3 separate regions of the Ovis aries genome follow, and regions 1 and 2 are each linked to region 3. The links are chromatin contacts, called in public Hi-C maps. All regions are on one chromosome and are shown on one strand. The core of a region is the stretch at or near the end of the contact, and the rest is flanking DNA. Distances in the headings are between cores, read along the strand shown. Region 1 overlaps JAZF1 (JAZF zinc finger 1). Region 2 overlaps JAZF1 (JAZF zinc finger 1). Region 3 holds the start of HOXA13 (homeobox A13).

Region 1 (2,760 bases), core at 140-2,639, 790 kb before region 3:
GCACAATGAAAATAAAAAGGGAACTCATTATGGATGCCCCTGTTGTTACCTGAAAAGCTGTTGGAATTGACAGCTCTCTTCATTACGTTACTAAACATCATGCTTTAAAGCAGTACTGAAAATGCACACTTCATACAGATCGCTTCAGTATTACTCTGCTTCTAGGTGCTCAGATTTGTTATTGTTCAGTCACTAAGTCGTGTCCAACTCTTTGTGACCCCGTGGACTGTATCCCGCCAAGCTCTGCTGTCCGTGGGATTTCCCAGGCAAGAATACTGGAGTGGGTTGCCGTTTCCTTCTCCAGGGGATCTTCCCGATCGAAGGATCAGGTGTGTTCTTTACCACTGAGCCACCAGGGAAGTTCTGGGTGCTCAGATTCTATAATCTCTAACTACTACCAGCAGATCAGTGTTAGATTAAGTAAAAGTCTTCATCCAAAAGTAGATAAGTGGTGTTTAGGCTTTTTAGCCCAACAGAGAACACAGTGTTTCCACACAGATGCGCCAAACCTGCTTTACAGTGGTCCTGCGATCACTTTCCACCACCTTGGTCTAGCTGTTCTCAGAACCTGCTCTTCCAGGGAGACTTCTGCTGTTCAGAATATTGGCAGGAGGTTTTAGAAAGAGTGCGTATTGCTGGCAACCTTGTGACTCTTTTCTTTACCATCCTCATCCTCCTCTAGTGTTGCATGTAGAGTGATCAGAACAGAAAGGCGCTTCTGTGATGGGTTAAGTTCAGATGAACTCTTTCCTGAGAAACCGGTCGTGCTGCTTATGGACCTCTACATTGCTGTCTCTGAAAAACAGCATGGTAAATTAAACTTGCAGGGTCATCCTTAGCATTCGGGTGCTGTCTGAGACCCCACATCCATGCCTCTGAAGGCCCCCTTTCCTGTTCATAAGCTGGAAACCTCCTCCTTCACAAAGTTGTGTCTCAGTTATGTCTCCATAAGTTCTACCCAAACAGTCAGTAGTTTGAGAAAGAAGCCATTTTTTCATGTGGCTTGGTAGTGGCTTACTTTACAGAAGTCTTAGGCGAGCCCTGAGATGCTCCTCTGGACCCAGAGTTCATCTAAGGATTGTGTTTTATAGAAAGGCTCTTCTGTGTTGTTTTCTAAATCCCGGTTTATAGTTTGTTCTGAACATGATTTATGAACAGAAGTCTGCCTCTCGTTTACTAAAGCCGATGGGCTTCTCCTCTCATCCTCTCTTCAAAAATTGTCTGTCCCTTTTAATAAATTGGCAGTGTGGAACACACTGTTCATTTCTCTTCCTTCTAGCATTGGGTTTCAGACTAATTAACAGAAGAAAGCAAGCATCTCTCAGAACTCTGACTTTAAGTACTTGGATATACATCATCAGAACTATTAAAAAGAACAGGGTGTCAGTGTGCCGCTCCTCCTCGGCGAGCACAGAAACTTCTCTTGGCTGTTCCTGGGACTGAGGCCGGCCAAGCGTAGCTCCGAGCACTAAATCCTAGAGGCAAAAAAGGCCACATCTCTTCGTAGGAGAGTGAAGACCCTCTGCTTGTTCCGCGTTTCTGGTTTTGTCACTGGGCAGCTTTCGAGAATACGTTAACAAACTGAGCCACGTTATATACACTCCCTCTCCCTCCATTTTGGTGAGGTTCCAAAGCCTGGAAGATTTAACCTTTCTAAACTGGAATTTATTAGCTGTAAAAAATGCCTTTTAGCCTTACTGGAAGTTGTGAATAGACAGTGAAAATTTCATAGAATTTTTTTTTCAGTCAGCCTGAATACAAGTTAACCCCAGTCCCTTTAGCAGTGAAATTTGGAGATGGGGCTTTGTTGACTGAGTATAGGATAAGGGAAAAGACGCTGGACATTTGGGCAGAGTACACTGCACTCTTCAAAGAGACAAGTTTCAGTTCCACGAATGTGAATATTTGCCACGTTATTCCAGATCACGTTGGCCAAGTTGTCAGAAATAATGGAAAGTCAGGAATAATGGCCTGGCAGCCCTCAGTCATGGTCCTAACTTTGCTCTTTTGCTCATTAGGAAAAGTTAGAGTAACTCATGGCTGAGTACCATGGCAGGGGTGGGGTGGGGCATGGGATGGCAGGTGGCATTTAGTTAGGAACATTTAGCCTTGTTGGACTTGTCTTTCGGGATCTTCCGGATCCGGTGCTGTCCATGGAGTGCCCTGATGGTGAGACAGCTGTAGTGTGTGTATCTCAGTGTGAGGCCTGACACTTTGCAAGTGTCCAGGAAGTGTTAGCTGTTGCCCATTATCACCTTTATTTTTAACCACCTGCTGCCCTCGAATGCTGATTGGAGAATCCTAATATCCTCTTAACCCTGGTGGGACCCACTTCAAGGCATCCCCATGGTCAACAAAGCTAGAATCTAGGTATGCTTTAGTTAAAGGGGAGGGACTCTGAAATGAAAAGTGAACCCTGTTCCATAACAAACCAGGATTTACATTCTTATTAGGGAGGCTGTGGTTGAGCAGGAGTTATTTACTAATGTTTGGTAGTTACTGAGCATCTTTTCTGAGCCAGACACTTGGCTAGGTGCTAAATACATAAAAATGGTCGCTGCGCCCGGAGACTGTTTTCTTGGGACTAGAGATGGGTTGAGAGGCAGTTGCAGTGGCTGAATAACTGCAGGGTACAAACAGGGTTCTCTTGGGTGCCTGCTGTGGGTGTTTAACCCAGACTTGGAGGCTCGGGGAGAGTTTGCTGGGGAAAGGGACTTTTCAGCTGGGCCCTGAAGGAGGGAGAAGGAGTAACAGTGGAAT
Region 2 (2,700 bases), core at 201-2,700, 710 kb before region 3:
TAAATGTAAATACTTTCCTACCTCCTACTTATGCACGAATAACCTCAGAAATTCCCCCCATTTTGGTGTCATCTCAGCACTTTAAAAAATTTGCTAAAAGATATAAGTAACAGCATAGTTTTCTCTCTTTCTCAGGATGGCTTTTTTAAGTAGTTAAGGATGGGGGGAGAAATATCTCTAGTGATGGTGCTGTTAGGGTTTTTGTTTTTTTCCTGTCCCAGCCTCTCTTTATTTTTTGGCAAAAATTTAACCTCAAGAGGAAAAAAAAATAGGATCTTGTGTTAACTGTGCAAAGGCTACAAAAGGGCGAAAGTAGTGCTTAGGGAAGATCACAGATATGTGGGAGCCCTGCAGTGCTCCAGCGGCTTCACAGAGAAGGGGGTGTGTGATGGCCATTTTCTGATGAAGGAAGATGAGACATCCTTCCCAGGGTCAATTAACTAGTAACTAAGTGCCAGAGCCTGGATTTGAACCTGGGTCTATGAGCTTCTGCCTTCCCAAAGCCTGGTAACATTACTTTCAAAAATTTTCATTTTGTTGAGTTACTATATTACAGAAGTTTCAGTTATATAGCATAGTAATTCATTTTTAAAAGGCATACTCCATTCATAGTTATGGTTGGTAACATTGCTCTTGTTCGACTGTCTGCATCATAAGAAAATGAGGAGGAGCCTGAAGAACCTGTGCCCACGTTGGTCAGCAAATATCTGTTGAGTCCTAGCTACATGGAAGGTCCCATGTTGCGAATAATATCAAGACCTATTAAATACATTATCTGCCCTCAAGAAGCAAAACAGAGTTAAGGAGAGGGATGAAAAAGACATGGGCATGTAGGTCAATAGAAGGCCATCAGAGGACAGTGGCATTTCCTTGGAGTGATGGAGGGCAAAGCAGAGGTCAGTGCCATGGTCCAGCACTAGTTCCAGCCCTTCTATGGGCTCTTTATTATATCAGCCTGAAATAAATCTGCTAAATGAAAAGAGTATTACTGAGGTGGCCTCTACCTCGACTGTGGTTCTAAGATGGAATATGAGAAGGGGGGCTAATCCAAGCGGCCAGAGGTTGCCACCCATGCATGCCTTTGTAACCTAGACGTGGTAAGATTACACTTAATCCTCTCTTTAGGTGGTCTGGTCCAAGGAGGACAGGTGAAAGCAAGACAGGAGGCATGGTTTGGTGTGGCAGGGCTGTTTCCAGTTTCCCAGCCCACAGCTCAGATGTGGAGAACAGACTTGAAGCTTCTGGAAAGATTTGGTAGGGGAAATAGCAGAGTGCTTTTGGCATACAACTTTAGAAGTACTGTGTCCATGTGAAGAACTTGGCAAGGAGGAACAGAGGAGCCACAGGGATGACTGGACATTTGAAAAATAAGGCCTGAGAGGAGAGGTTAGAGAAACAGAGGTTATGTAACCTGGAGCTCCTCGGCGGTGACTTTGGCAGACTTCTTCCAGAACAGGGCTCACAGTATCTCAGCCCAGAGAGCAGGGACTGACCCTGTTTGTCCAAACAGAGTGAAGACAGCTCCAGCTGAGCCACGAAAATTGTTTTGATCCATGAAAAAGCCTGCCCCCTGCAGCTGCTGTGAGCACAGAATATGTCATGGAAAGAAGTTGATAGAATTTTTTTTCCCTGTTAAAAAAAAAGATACAGTAAAACTTTTTTTTATTAATTATGGTGTTGGAAGGCAGGCTTGACTTGATATTATAGAATATGTTGTATCAACTTCTGTTCTTGGTTTGAGAGGGACATGATCAACCTGGAGAATATCCGGTTTCACATAACAATGGATCATGTTTGTTATAATAATGGGTCTGGAGAGGATGACTATATCATTTTTCTTTGAATCTGTAACACTTTGGAGAGTGAAATAGGGTGCTATTAATAGCATCCTGAGGCTTCAGGCATAAATGATATTGTCCCAACGGACTGATATGTGGTTACCCTGATCCTGGGATTATCTTGTTAGAGTAACCTTCAAATATAAATTTCATGTCCTCTCCTACTTAGATTCTTCTACCTTCCTCCCAGCCTCATCCCTGCAGCCCTGTGCCCTCCCCTGCACCTTGTTCTCTCCCAACCTCATCCTTGCACCCTGCCCCCCAACCTCATCCCTGCACCCCTGCCTCTTCCCTTGTACCTGATCCTCTCCCAGCCTCATCCCTGCAGCCCTGCACCCCCACCCCCTCCCCTGCATCCCTAAACCCCTCCTCCTCCACCCCTATCCTTCCCTTTACCCAGCGGGCTTCTTTCATCCTTTACATCTCAGCTAAAACATCACCTTCTCAGAAAGGCTTTCCCGAACCTCCTTGCTGAGATTCTCCTTTTTACCTCCTGGCTGTTCCCTTCAAGGAAGTGGTCACAGGTTGAAATTATTTCCTGTTGACTGTCTTTTCCACTAAAATGTACACATCCAGTATGCTGGAATCATGTCTGGCTGCTTCACCGTGTCTCATCATGGATGCTGCCCCGGAGACAGGGATGTGACACGGACGTGGCTCCACGTCCACTCATCACTGTCCTGACTTTCCGCCATGCCCAGAAGGTCTCAGGTTCTAAAACAGGACTTGGCTGCATCATATAAATTCTTTGGTTCAACAGAATTGATTACCTGTTAGGTGTACAGACCTGTGCTCAGAGAAGCCTGAAACCCCTGTCCTTCTTGGATGTAGGGTATCTGGCTGAAGAGACAGCACAGAGACA
Region 3 (2,716 bases), core at 152-2,651:
ACTCACAACATTCACAATCGGAGATGGAAGTATATGATCCCAAAGGCACAGGACCCCAGAATTCCTCACCAAAATGTGGCGGCCGCTTGGCTCTTCCAGCATCAACACCCCACCGTGCTCTCAGGAAAGGGCTGCATTCCCCAGGCACAGAGGGCAAAAGGCTTCTTCAGCTGGTTCATGGACAGAGGAGGGCCAGGCATCCTCTCTGCCGGCTGGAAACAGGGCTTTTTCCCAGTCCTACCTGGGAAAGGTGGGGAGGGAGATGTGAAATGGCCCCAAAGAGTCTCTTTCTCTTGTCCCAAAACGGAGTGTGATAGAGAGTGCCCAGGTGCCTGGAGAGTCAGCTCCGGCCCAGGCTCTGTGAAGCCTCATTAAACCCCAGAAGAGAGTCCCAACTCAGCACCCAGCTGGGGCCTGTTCCTCTTAAACTCCTTCCGAGACAGGCCAGACTGGCCGGAGACAAGGGAGCACGGAAAAACGATGCTCAGAAATTGGTCTCTCCATCTCAAAGCTTCTGGAGGAAGAAGAGTTGCTACTGGGACAAAGTGAGGAACAAAGTCTGTATATAAATGTGTGAGTGTGACACCAAAGTACACTTGGTTGTGTATGCGCTTATGTCCGTGTCATTGTGATGGGTAATCCGGAGCCTGTGGGCCTAAAGGCGAGTCTAGGAGATTGCCCACCAACACTGTGGACAGAGAAAGGGAGAAAGCTTCTACATGCAGTCCGAGCTTTCCAGTGGAATGTCCTGGGACTCATGAGCCAGGCGCATCCGCAAACGCCCCGCCACGGCTCCCCGGAAAGAGCCAAATCGCGACGCTGTCGAAGCCGACAGCCGAAAGCGCAAGTGTCGGTGCAGGCGTCTCGCTGCAGAAAGGGGCGCGGATACCTGTAAAGAAAACGGCGCAAGAGGCCCCAGGAAAACACCCAGCCTGGTCTGCGCCGCGCTACTTTACCGTCCCCAGATGCCCGCAGATTTACCTGACCTGTCCCCACCGCCTCTGGTCGTCACCCAACATCTCGCCCCGTCCCCTCCCCACCATACGCCGCTCCGAGCCCCACTGGGAGAGGGGAAGGGAAAGCGAACTGCGAGGAAGTCGCCGATGCCTCTCCTCCCCGCCCGCCATGTCCTCCGCCCCCACCCTACCGCACCCCCCGCCTCTCCCCTGGGTGAATGGTGCGCGGCCGCGCGGCGGGCGCTGGCGCTGGGGACGGCGCGGGCGGCGGTGGGGACGGCGAGTGTACAGGGCAAAGCCGGGCTTGGAGCCGCCCGCTTTGCATACGCCGTGGGCGGAGCGGGAGGAAGGGGGGGCCGGGCCAATGGGCGGCCGCCTGGCGCGACCCCGCGGGGCGCGATCCGCCCCCCTCGCTCGGGCCCCGGCCCCGCGCCGCGCGCTCTTCACTTCTTGGGGGCTTTTTAAAACAGCGCCACTGGGGTCTTCTCCATGCGGCTCGTGCTATGACAGCCTCCGTGCTCCTCCACCCCCGCTGGATCGAGCCCACCGTCATGTTTCTCTACGACAACGGCGGCGGCCTGGTGGCCGACGAGCTCAACAAGAACATGGAAGGGGCGGCGGCGGCGGCGGCGGCTGCGGCAGCGGCGGCGGCGGCTGGGGCCGGGGGCGGGGGCTTCCCCCACCCGGCGGCTGCGGCCGCGGGGGGCAACTTCTCGGTGGCGGCGGCGGCCGCGGCGGCGGCGGCGGCCGCGGCCAACCAGTGCCGCAACCTGATGGCGCACCCGGCGCCCCTGGCGCCCGGCGCCGCGGCCGCCTACAGCAGCGCGCCCGGGGAGGCGCCCCCGTCGGCCGCCGCCGCCGCTGCCGCCGCCGCCGCCGCTGCAGCGGCGGCGGCGGCGGCGTCGTCCTCAGGAGGACCGGGCCCCGCGGGCCCAGCAGGCGCCGAGGCCGCCAAGCAGTGCAGTCCCTGTTCGGCGGCGGCGCAGAGCTCGTCGGGGCCCGCAGCGCTGCCCTACGGCTATTTCGGCAGCGGCTACTATCCTTGCGCGCGCATGGGCCCGCACCCCAACGCCATCAAGTCGTGCGCGCAGCCCGCCTCGGCCGCCGCCGCCGCTGCCTTCGCGGACAAGTACATGGACACCGCCGGCCCCGCGGCCGAGGAGTTCAGCTCCCGCGCTAAGGAGTTCGCCTTCTACCACCAGGGCTACGCACCCGGGCCTTACCACCACCACCAGCCCGTGCCTGGCTACCTGGATATGCCGGTGGTGCCGGGCCTCGGGGGCCCCGGCGAGTCGCGCCACGAGCCCCTGGGTCTTCCCATGGAAAGCTACCAGCCCTGGGCGCTGCCCAACGGCTGGAACGGCCAAATGTACTGCCCCAAAGAGCAGGCGCAGCCTCCCCACCTCTGGAAGTCCACTCTGCCCGGTAAATGGCGCCCCCTTCTCAGCCCCGGTCCTCCGGTTCCGCCCCAGCTTCTCCTCCGCTCGCTCCTGGGTCACCCTCGTGCCACTCTGCTCTCTCCCTGGCCTGTCCTAGTGGTGCTGCACCCCTAGGAGCCCGACCCTGGCAGGCTGGCTCTGCCCTCACTGCCCTGGAGTTGGGCTGGTCCTGGCTCTCCCTGGGTGAGGGATGGCTGGAAAGAAGCTCGTGCGGACCCTCGCTGGCTTCCTTCGCCTTCTGCGCTCCGCCCTCGCCAGCCCCTGACATGGACTTTAAGGATGGGAAATTGACCTGGAAATGGTTTATCAAATTGCCCGTAT

The links. Hi-C and Micro-C count contacts between places; a contact is called where the count stands out from the background.
Region 1: a contact with region 3 is called in a Hi-C map of mixed tissues, with 5 times the contacts expected there. The contact joins the enhancer-like site here to the promoter of HOXA13 in region 3. A contact is called at or near these places in 2 of 16 Hi-C or Micro-C datasets (mixed tissues and tail adipose tissue).
Region 2: a contact with region 3 is called in a Hi-C map of retroperitoneal adipose tissue, with 4 times the contacts expected there. The contact joins the enhancer-like site here to the promoter of HOXA13 in region 3. A contact is called at or near these places in 10 of 16 Hi-C or Micro-C datasets (blood, hypothalamus, liver and 5 more).

The regions. Positions count from the first base shown.
Region 1 is chr4:69,631,897-69,634,656 of ARS-UI_Ramb_v3.0, forward strand. All of the region lies in intron 1 of JAZF1 (JAZF zinc finger 1), which reads left to right. Among named protein-coding and RNA genes, the nearest start is that of JAZF1, 78 kb to the left of the region's middle. Within about 2 kb of position 1,390, at least 9 of the 54 cell types and tissues checked have an H3K27ac peak or open chromatin away from gene starts, as enhancers often do.
Region 2 is chr4:69,709,486-69,712,185 of ARS-UI_Ramb_v3.0, forward strand. The region is part of intron 1 of JAZF1 (JAZF zinc finger 1); the gene reads left to right. Among named protein-coding and RNA genes, the nearest start is that of JAZF1, 160 kb to the left of the region's middle. Within about 2 kb of position 1,451, at least 4 of the 54 cell types and tissues checked have an H3K27ac peak or open chromatin away from gene starts, as enhancers often do.
Region 3 is chr4:70,421,085-70,423,800 of ARS-UI_Ramb_v3.0, forward strand. HOXA13 (homeobox A13) reads left to right here and starts at 1,402. Exons shown (of 4, transcript XR_006059643.1): 1 at 1,402-2,381. LOC132659694 (a long non-coding RNA gene) reads right to left here and starts at 1,068. Exons shown (of 2, transcript XR_009600415.1): 1 at 70-1,068.